Regions from separate parts of the Hordeum vulgare genome. Here region 1 is linked to region 2. Evidence: chromatin contacts called from public Hi-C data. All regions are on one chromosome and are shown on one strand. Each heading gives the region's core, a stretch centred on a gene start, on an enhancer-like site or on the middle of the called end of the contact. The rest is flanking DNA. Distances are from core to core; before and after follow the strand shown. Region 1 has its middle 9.4 kb from the start of LOC123431057. Region 2 holds the start of LOC123428168 (synaptotagmin-5-like).

Evidence for each region. A called contact is a pair of places that touch in the nucleus more often than the background predicts.
Region 1: a contact with region 2 is called in a Hi-C map of leaf, with 1.9 times the contacts expected there. The contact joins the enhancer-like site here to the promoter of LOC123428168 in region 2. A contact is called at or near these places in 3 of 6 Hi-C or Micro-C datasets (leaf and seedling).

The regions. Positions count from the first base shown.
Region 1 is chr2H:637,130,253-637,135,607 of MorexV3_pseudomolecules_assembly, forward strand. No RefSeq gene overlaps it. Among protein-coding and RNA genes, the nearest start is that of LOC123431057, 9.4 kb to the right of the region's middle. Within about 2 kb of position 3,894, at least 2 of the 3 cell types and tissues checked have open chromatin away from gene starts, as enhancers often do. A contact at or near this core is called in leaf, where this site is marked.
Region 2 is chr2H:637,093,400-637,098,697 of MorexV3_pseudomolecules_assembly, forward strand. It overlaps LOC123428168 (synaptotagmin-5-like), which reads right to left and starts at 3,079. Exons shown (of 13, transcript XM_045112338.1): 1 at 2,592-3,079; 2 at 1,713-1,817; 3 at 1,578-1,628; 4 at 1,340-1,460; 5 at 697-818; 6 at 74-175. The coding sequence starts at 2,696.

The sequences.
Region 1 (5,355 bases), core at 2,644-5,143, 38 kb after region 2:
TTAGGTCTACTTTTCTGTGTCTCTTTACCAGTTTTATTCCTTTTTTGCGGATTTTTGTGTTCTTTTCCTTTTTCTTTGAAAAACATTCAGCACATGTCTATAATTTGTAATGATGTAAAACATTCAGCAAAATAAACTTTTCTTATACATCATGAAAAATATTTTATACATGTTTCAATTATATGCTGTAATTTGTTTCCAAATATATACTTTGATGTCTAATTTATCATATACACCGTATATATTTTGTATACATATGAAACATTCTTTATATATATGTTTAATATTTTTGAAATACATGATTAATATTTTTGAAATACATGTTTTTAATTTTTTTGAATACATGTCAAACATATCTCACACAAACACACACTTGGAAACATCTTTTTGAACTAGATGGACATTTTTGTCGATTGCCTAAATTTTTTATAAAAATGTGACGAACAAATTATAGAAACGCTTGATCATTTTTTTTTCAGTGTGATTACATTTTCAATGACATTTATATTTTTTAGCTATATATTTTTACATTGTATAAACATTTCTTTCAAATGCCATGTGCATTTTTTTAATAATATAAATATTTGTTTTATTCGCCAACAGTGTTTTTTACATTGGGTTAACCTTTTTAAAGATCATGGTTTTTCAAAAATAAGAAGAAAAGTAACGAAAAACTGGGAAGAGAACGATGTACTTGCGAAAAGCAACTTGGTCCGGCTCATTAGTAGCAACGCTGAAGAGAACAACTAGTTATGCGAAAAGCAACGCTCATTGGTCCGGCACAAAGCGTTCACACACCTGCTTATGGGCCAACCAAATAATACGAGCAGGTCGCTATGTCAGACATCCGAGAACAACTAGTTAGGGAGCGCTTCCTCTAAAGCATCCCAGCGATCGTTAGCGCGGGTCGCCACTTGACACGTTTTTAGGCGCCGCCACATGTCGCACTTTGAGCGTTTTCTTCGAATTTTTTTCGCATGCGTTTTCGTTTTTTGAGTGTTTTTTTAATTTTTTATGGGTGTTACGGTTTTTTACTGGTCTTTTGTAATTTTTGGACGATTTTTAATTGTTTTCGCGAAAAAACACATTTTCTTTATGCGAAAAAACACGTTTTCTGTTTGTTTTTCGAAAGGCGCGGTTTTGCTTCCGCGAAAGGCACGGTTTTGCTTTCGCGAAAGGCACGGCCGTGCCTCTTGGAAAGAAAGAAAAATGCGTTTTTTTTTGAAGAGGCACGGTTTTGCCTTCGCGAGAGGCACGCTCGTGCCTCTCTTGAAAGGGGAAAAATGCGTTTTTTTGCGAGAGACACGGTTTTGCTTTCATAAAATGCACGGTTTTGCCTTCGCGAGAGGCACGCCCGTGCGTCTCCCGAAAAAGGGAAAAAACGCGTTTTTTGTTTTCTTTTTTTCGTGAGAGGCACGGTTTTTCTTCCACGAGAGGCACGGTTTTGCCTTCACGAGAGGTACGACCCGTGCCTCTCGAAAAGGGAAAAATCGCGTTTTTGTTTTTTCTATCTCGTGAGGCACGATTTTTTGTCCCAGTTTTTTCTTCTGATTTTTTCGTAAAAAAAAGTTCATCAAAACCTATCAACATGGGATCTAGTTTTAAAAATCTCGACGCGAGAAAGTCAACGGTGAAAATGGTTCGAGATTTGGATGCACAGTTTAGGAGAAAAAATATTTTAAAAATACGGATCTACGAAAAAAGAAAAAACTCCCAGGTTGCGACAAGTGACACGCATGCAATGCGCCACTTGTCGCAACTTGTAAAGGTGGGATTAATCGTTGAAAGGTGTATTCGCTAATTAGTGATTTCGTAGTCATCCCTACTTCGGTTGGTTTGTTGCTGGTTGAACAGTTAACCATTGACCTTTCATCGATTGGTCGTTGACTTGTTGACAAAAAATGTGATCTGGAAAAGTTGTGAGTTTGAAAAGAAAGTTCATAAATTTGAAAAGTGTACGCAAAATTAATATTTTTTATGAGTTTGACAAAATGTTCACCAATTTGAAAAAACTTGTGGAATCAAATAAAGTTTGCAGATTTAAAAAAATGTTCACGGGTTTGAAGAAAGGTTTGGGAATTTGGGAAAACATTGCAAGTTTCGTAAAATCATGGACTGAATAAAACATTGCGGATTCAAAAAAAGCTTACAGTGTTGAAAAAGTTTGTGGTTTTGTAAAATGTTTGCGCACTTAAAAACATTCATGAAATTTTAACATTTTCAAGATTATTTAAAAAATGTTCATTGATAATTTTTTACATGTTTTAAAATATTAAATAAAAAAGAAATAAAAACTTGAAGTTAAATTTAAAAATACGAAATAAATCCCGGCCAACAAAACATGTGAAAAAATAAGCAGAAAACACACACAAAACAGGATGGGAAGCTTCACAAAATCGGAGGTTTATATGGGCTGGCCCATCAAAAACGCGTTTGAGCCCTATCCATGAATAGTGTAGGAGAGAACGAATATATGGTTGGATGATTAGGGGACAGTGATATTGACAACCAGGAGAATTCAAGTCCTAGAGTTGACATTAGTAATCACATTTTTTTAGATTTATTGTAGATCTTTCGACTATGTGCATTCAATGGGAGGAGAGACGTTTCCATCAATTATGAAGGCGTCTATGCTAACTTCGTTAATCTCAAAATGATGTGCCGGCTCGGTTCCTTGAAATTGTTTATAAGGATAGGGTGTTGGTGCATGCATTTATGAGATGAATGTATGTATGTATATATGAGCGTCTACGTTTGTATCATGTTTAAAAAACATAATAACGTAAAAGAAGATAGAGGAGTCAAGAAGCATGTGTTTCATGAGGAAGAGAACAAAAAGCAGCTGAAGATGGGGGTTAACCGAAGAAAAGTGGGCTACTAGATATGAAGAGTAATTGCAGGGCATATATACCAATTTGAGGAGCTTATTTGACAGAAGAGTGCTCATCTAGGGCAACTTTCTATTATCTTTCCTTGGTTGAGTGGCATGTATGTGCCAATCAAGATAATTCATATTTGTTGGCGAATGGAATGCATCTCAGGTACACAAACTAGTAGGTATCAGAGGATTAATGTTGAACCCTCAAAGACAAATGATTGATTTAACTATTCAAAGCAATTTACACACCAGCACATGTTCCTCGATCTTTCCACTGGAGGCATGGTCATGAGTTTCATTAATTCATTTCATTCTTTGTTCTATTGTGGAATTGAACCACTAGCACTCGATCCTTTTGCAAAGATCATCCTCACTCGATCTTTTTTCGTACGTTTGTTTTGAATAAATGTTTTGTCTTTTGAACCACGCGTCCAAATCCCGAAACGTTTTCACTGATATATTTCTTGTGCCGAGATGTTTGAAACTAGATTTGATGGATGTTAATAGGTTTTGATGATTTTTTTCCCAAAAATACCTGTAAGAAAGAAAACCGAAGATGTTTTTTTCCTTTTTCCGAGAGACACACCTGTGCTTTTCGCGAAAATAAATCTGTTCCTTCACAGAAAGCAAAGGAAAAAACATATATACACTTTTTCCTTTTCAAGAGGCACAACCGTGTCCCCAAGGAAGCAAATTTGTGCCTCCATGATAAGATTATATTTTCTTCTCATGGAGGCAAAAAACATATTTTGTTTTTTCCGAAGGCATAACTATGCTTCTCATGGAAACAAATATGTACCTCCATGAAAAGCAAATCCGCGCTTCTCATATTTTTTTTTCCAAGATACACAGTTGTGTTTCTTGTAGAAGCAAATATGTGCCTTCACGAGAAGCAAATCTGCGACTCTTGTAGAGAGTTATATATGTGCTTTTCACGAAAACAATATGTGCTTCTTGTGGAAGCACCTAGTACGCGGCACGCGGCGGCGGCTGGACGCACCACTTAACGCGCTCTCAGCCCACCAAGCTGACTCTTGCAGGGCTCCTACAATGGATACCCCTTGACTAGTTGTTCTCACTTATAGCGGATTCGGAGATTCCATTCACGCTTTAGGGTCCGGTTTGCCATTGTAGCACCTATATGGGCTAGCCTATCTTGTGTTTCTTCGCTTACCAGGAAATTCGTTCACTCTTGTTACTTTCAAAAGAAAACCTGCTTATGATAAATTTGCTCTCATTAAGAAAAAGTCAACTACCAGTTTGTACATTTTTTAAAAGTTTGATTTTTCTTGAAAATAAAAATAAATAAAATGTTCATTTCTTTTCGAAAACTTCATGTTTCTTGAAATATTCATAGTTTAATAATTTTTCTTGAATTTTAAAATGTTCACAAATTTAAAAATGCTCATCATTTTATTTAAAATAGGAAACAATAAATGTAAAAAAGAAACACATAAAATAAAAAATCTCGCAAGATGCGTCTAGAAGCTTCCCAAACCGGGTGTAAGGGTGGCTACTACATGAGGCAATCTAGTTACCGAATCTTTATCTAATAATAAAGAGGCTATCGCTTCCGTCGGAAAACCCACCGAAGTGATTTTACAAAAAAAATCTTACTGTTTATGACATTAAACTCGTAGTATATATTAAATATATTTTTAAATACTCATATCTTTTAAACCGTAACTCCAAATTTAACATATTATACATGGAATTTGATTAGAAAAATATGTAGAATTTAAATATGATTATTTTATCTGTTAAACGTTTAATAAAAATACTATCTAGGGTGCAATCTTAATAAATAAGTCATTATTCGTCTTTCTTTCATACCGGTACTCATCGGGGTTGGGAATGAACACGTCAACAAAATCAGGATTAGAGATGAAACTGAAGGTCACTTGACTGATTCTTTGTACGTATTAAATCTACATGCAAGACGTATTAAAATAGAAGACCTGTGAAATTTTAAACTGCATTTTTGTAGGATAAGACCATCTTTATTTGTATGGTAACTATAAATTCTCAAATTATAGACATTTTTTATAAATTAAGAGCGTGTGCCGTGTGGTATTTCTTTCTCCCGTTGCAACGCATGGGTCCTTTTGCTAGTAATAATAAAGCAGGTATCGCTTCTGTCATCCATCGCATCCGTCGTTGGCAATTTAGCACAAAAGCCCCTCCGTTTTTGGGTATTCAACCCGCCGTCCAGATTTAAGTGATGAAGAAAAACGTTTCAGATTAAAAAGAAAAACACCCCCAGCTCACCTTATCCACCCCGTCCTCCACCGCGGGATCCTCTCTTCGGCGATGTCGAAGCACTACAGCAGCGTGGCCAACACCATGCCGATGGTCCGCAGCGCCACCGTCTCCCCGGGGCACCCCGTCCTCCATCGCGGGATCCTCTCTCCGGCGATGTCGAAGCACTGCAGCGGTTGGCCAGCACCATGCCGATGGTCCGGTCCCGATCTGAGGAG
Region 2 (5,298 bases), core at 1,829-4,328:
TAGTAAGGATGCTAACAAAGATATAGCTTCAGCAACCAGAGAAAAACAATGATGGGTTGGGCAACAAATTAACCTTCTGTCTTAGAGAAAAACAAACAGCTCCAAAGCAAGGCAGTTGTTCAACCAGCGGTTTGAAAATCAAGCGGAAAACTCCCGTGAAGCCGATGTCCTTCACCTATATGGCAGGAGAATCTTAGAATATGGAAGAACTGATAAGGTTCATTTTGGTGCATGGAATACATGACATGGTAATTGGTTGAAATTTGAAGGATCAACACTATCACTATCCAACCAAAGCACATGGACCCTCACAACTCACAATGTCATGCACAAATTGCACGTAAAATTTTGCACTGGAGAAACTAATGAGTTGACTGATGAACTAATACCATATGACCCTTGGTCGATCATGAGTAAACTAGAGTAAAATCTAACCAACAACCTTTTACCTACTTGACTACTTCTTACTTGTTACTCCCTCTGCTACCTAAATAATTGTAGTTTGGGAGAACTAGCCCCAACTACAATTATTTAGGTAGCAGAGGGAGTAGATATGTGTAAGACAACTGATTCATAATTCAATTGGTCTAAAATTAAAAGGTCAGTTGTGTGAGTTAGTTATGATTCCTTGCGCATATTCCATCAAGTCATAGTTTCATATAACATGACCAAAGACAAAGACATGAAATAGATCACCTGTATTGGTAATGCCACCCCAAGTCTAGTTTTTACATCCAATATGATACTTGGATTGGCATCCCAATTCATCTCTAGCTCCATAACGATACCTTCTTCATTACTCTCAATGATTGAAATACCTGCACCAAGATGAGTAGGGCATAGTGGGTCAGGCTAGATGAAATGAAACTAAAATAAAGCAACATAAAACTGAAGGAACTACTTCAAACTCATCACAATATAACTTATTTTTACAGAAAGTAGCATTTTCAATGGATAAGTGGAGTGGAGCACCTTAAATGAACAGTATAAAGATCATTAGAACAACCTTATTTCCATTAGGATGAAATTTTATTTATTGATAGTCTTGTGCATCCAAAATAGGTATTCATCCACACCCTCAAGGCCTCAAAATCGTTTTACTACTATCCCAAAGTATGGGCAAACACCATGTATAAAATCTAATATGCAGGTGCAGCACCAGCAGACTTAAGGGGTTGATGTCTCATTTGCTGGTGTCATACAATTGCCTAAAGCATGCAAAATTTGGGCAACGAAATTCATGCACGAAAAAAATGCTGGCAACAATAGAGTGAGTTCAATGTCATCAAGAACATAACAAGATAGAGGAAATGATGAGAGGTAGTTTGAATATACCTACCAGTAAACTGCGGTGCAACGGTACCAAGAGTGAGTTTTGAGAACGTGAGGGCAGCAAAGACAATTGGCCTATATTGTTCAAGAACAGGCTCAACGGAGGCTTTGATGAGTTCTGATGCTGCCTGCAACAACAGATGACCAGAGAAGAAGATGCTCAAGAAGAGGGTATTTACAAAAGAAGTAAAATAGAAAGAATTCTGGTGACGGTTTCAGGATACATGGGATGAGATGCATCATACGTCATTCACAAAGGGCCATATTTTGTTGAGCTCCTCATTAAGCCATTTTAACTGCAAAATTGCACGCATGAATACATTGATCATTCACCTATAGTGCGAAGGAGAGCTTAACTAGAGATTGCTAAATAAGTATACCTTTTGCTGCGTAGAGAAAACAACCCAGGATGGGTACAGGGTACCTGGAAGTAACTTGCGTGAATCTTCGACCGTCATTTTAGAGAAAGTAGCAACCGTGGCAGCCTGCACAAATAACCAGCGAAAATTCCTATTAATTCAGGTATGGCTGCAACCCGGAAATTCAGTCACAAAGTGAAGGTTCCCAGTTTAGGATGGACATGGAGATTGGAGCCTATCTCAGCTGGGTGGGAAAGTGGGTGGACAACCCACCACCTGGGTTCAAGTACCATGCACAAATCTGGGCGCCAATGCCTTCTCTATTAATACAACATGAAATTTCTTCAACAACAACAACAACAAAAAGGTGATATAGAAGTGAGCCCATGGACTAGAATTGGCCTGGCCTAAACAGTGAAAGGCAGTGGCCAGCACTAGAACTAGAAGAACCATATGGCATGATTAGGAGCACTTGCAACTGCGCTCATCCGTGGGCAATATTCGAGGGCCCCAAAATGACTACTACTGCCCTGCCTGCCCTACAAGCCAATGTAGTGTAGTGTGTGACCAATAAAAATGGTGCTACCATTGTAACAAGCTGCGAGCAGAGGTTGCAAGTTGCAACCAACACAATCCAAAAACCTGTGCCGACACCGACGCAGTTAAGCAAAGGCGACAGGGATGATGATGATGATGATGCCGAGAGCCGTCTACCTAACGCGAGGGCGAACAGTTGAACAGCCCCACCGGGGAAGGCAAGGACAGATTCGGGGCCCGCTTTCGGGTCGTACGCCACGCCGTGTTCCTCCAATCCCCGAGCGCCCGCAATCCCGTCTCCGCGTAACAGAGGCGCATCTAGAGGATTCGAGGTAGGGGGGAGGGGGGACGGGGGGCGCTTACCAGCTTCCGGCGGCGGGCGGCGCGGGCGTTCTCGCAGCGGGCGAAGGCGACGATGAGCGCGACGCCGGCGGCGACCCCCATCGCCAGGCCCAACCAGAACCCCATTCCGCCGCCTCTCTCCGACTCGAATCACCGCCGCGCTACGATATCCTCCTCCCCCTCCGCGGGCCAACGCGCATCTGGGGGCAGGCACGGGCGGCACGCGAGCGAAAGCGAGGCGCTGCAGCAGCAGCTGGCGGGGCCCTCCACGGGCCCGGTCGTCGACGCCGGCGCGGGGCGGGGAGTCCAAGTGGCGCCTGCTGCTTGGCTGGCGGCGGTGCCGACTGGGGAGAGGAGGAGTTTGAAAGACGACGGGGAAAAAAGAAAATGGAAATAGGCGGAGAAATGTGGAGACCGGGGAGCGGAAATCGGGAGAGGAGCGGAAAGCGATGCCGGTTTGGGGGTTTGGGATTGGGATTGGGATTAGGATGTGAGGGAGAGATCTCGGCGACCCGCCAGAAAACTGTTTTTTCTTCCGCTTTCTCGCCAGGATGGGATTCGGATGGCGTGAGCGAGCTGGGGTGGGGTTAGGGGTTTGCTCGCTGGCGGGTGGGGCCGCGGGGAGGCGGGCGGCGTTGATGGTGGGGCGGCGGTGGGTGTGGCTTGCTATTCTTGGGGGGCGACGGATCGGTTCGGGATTCCGTGGTTCGAAGTTTCTTGGGGATTGAAATGTTTTTGGGGAGGAGGATTGGGTTCTGCGTGCTCCGTGCACGTGCATCGCGGCCGAGCTGCGTCCGTGCTGACCCCGCCGGTTCGATGATCGTTGTGCGGGTCGGTTCGACCGGGAGGCTGTAGTCACCGGTGTGTGATTCAACACGGGGATTTCATTTTGCTGGCTTTGCTTCGTCAAGGGACGAGCGCCTGCCGCTCGACTGTGCAGTAAGAGCAACTCCAACCCCGCATTCCAAACGGATGCGTATTCTATTTGTTTTTTGTCCGTTTGAATCGGCATATTCGTCTCATTTTGTAAATGAGTCGGTCGTGCGTTCAACAGGATGGCCAAAATCTCGTTCCCACGGACGGACATCATTCATTTTTTAATCACATATTTTCCTTTATTTTAGATTTGAACAATATTATTACTTCATCAAATACATTTTATACTAATTCTTTGTTATGAATATAAGGCCAAAGAAACCAATAACTACAATTAAATATTTTAAAAGATGTCTAACTTTTATAACTTCTCGATCTATATCTTCAATTCTAAATAGAAGTGCACAAATCCCGCTCGCAGGATGCGCAAAATTTCGCCACCGTCGTCGCAGATCCACCACTAGGCCTCCCACACTGGTACGAAGGAGGCACCCTGCCGGTGAATTTGCTGCTGGAGAGCTAGGGTGGCCGGGGGGAAATGGGGTCGTTGGCCTAGGGTTTGTGTGCTTGCGGGCGGCGGGTGAGGAAAGGGCATAAGAAGGAGAGACTTTGACGCTAACTGGCGGGCAGGGGAAGGAGCACGCAGGCGAGGTGTGTGTCCACTCCGTGTCCACGACGACACAAATGACACTCAAGTTTGGGCCTAGAATGGGTCGTGGGCGGACGGAAAACGGGTGCACGTCCGTTTAGGTCGGTGCATTGGGCCGAATTTTCTGTCAGCAGCGACCCAAACGGACACGGACGAATGAAATGGGTCGCCTCATTAGAGCTGCTCTGAACCTGGGCATACCCCGGGCCGAGCTCGGGGCTATCCCAAGCCTGAGCCTAGCCCGGCCTGGCCATTACGACTAGCGAAAAAAGGGTGATGTAGGCCGTGCTATTGAGTGTTCCCAATGGAGTGCCTTTTTTGTAAATGGGATATACTAATATCGCGAAGATATCAATAGCCGACATGCCACATCGTTATGTGCCTTGTTGTGCGCGACGGGCCTGGTCTTTGATTCAGAAAGCCCTGGTGGCCATGATGCTCTCCTGACTATGGCGACGAAGGGGGATCTTCCCCTCTCTCTTAGGCGATTGTGGTGGTAAAGTTGGTGGTTGGAGGTGGGCACAGTTATGTTTTGTGCAGGGAGTTCAAAGGGCTTAATTGTATTTTTCTTTCTTTCTTGGGATTTTCTGCAATGTTTCATGGACAGTTGTCTTGTCCATCTATGTCTAATAATGTCACGTGGGTCGATTCATGTAATATCTCTTTGATTTGATAACATACAGGGTTATCATAAAAAGAAGATGTCCAAAGACATTCTGAATACACACAACCAAAAAAATACGGAAAAAAGATCCGCCATGGTGATTAATCACTAGCATCAGTAGCACTCTAACCATCACCAAAAACAATACCCGGATTACAAAAGAGATTCTCCACAAGCAACACCTTCAAAAAGGAAGCGATGCACGAGCGTTGTCATTGCCCGGTCAAAATCTTGGGTTTTCATCGTGAAGAAAGTCATAGTTCACCAAAAAATAACACCTTCAACAAACTCGTTGATATGTACAACCAATAAAGGCAAACCTTGGTTTTTCACCCTAGAAGCATCATCAAAAATACAATCCTTCAGTGTTGCTGTCCCTGCTTGCCGAGGCCATTGTTGGAAATCACCAAACACCTGGCACACACTCTTCATCACATCCAATACACCCTTTCACCAAAATTTCAAGACATCCAATCGTAGCCTCCATGACTTTCTCGAGCTCTATCAATGCCTTGAAAATCTTGACTTACACATGCCGT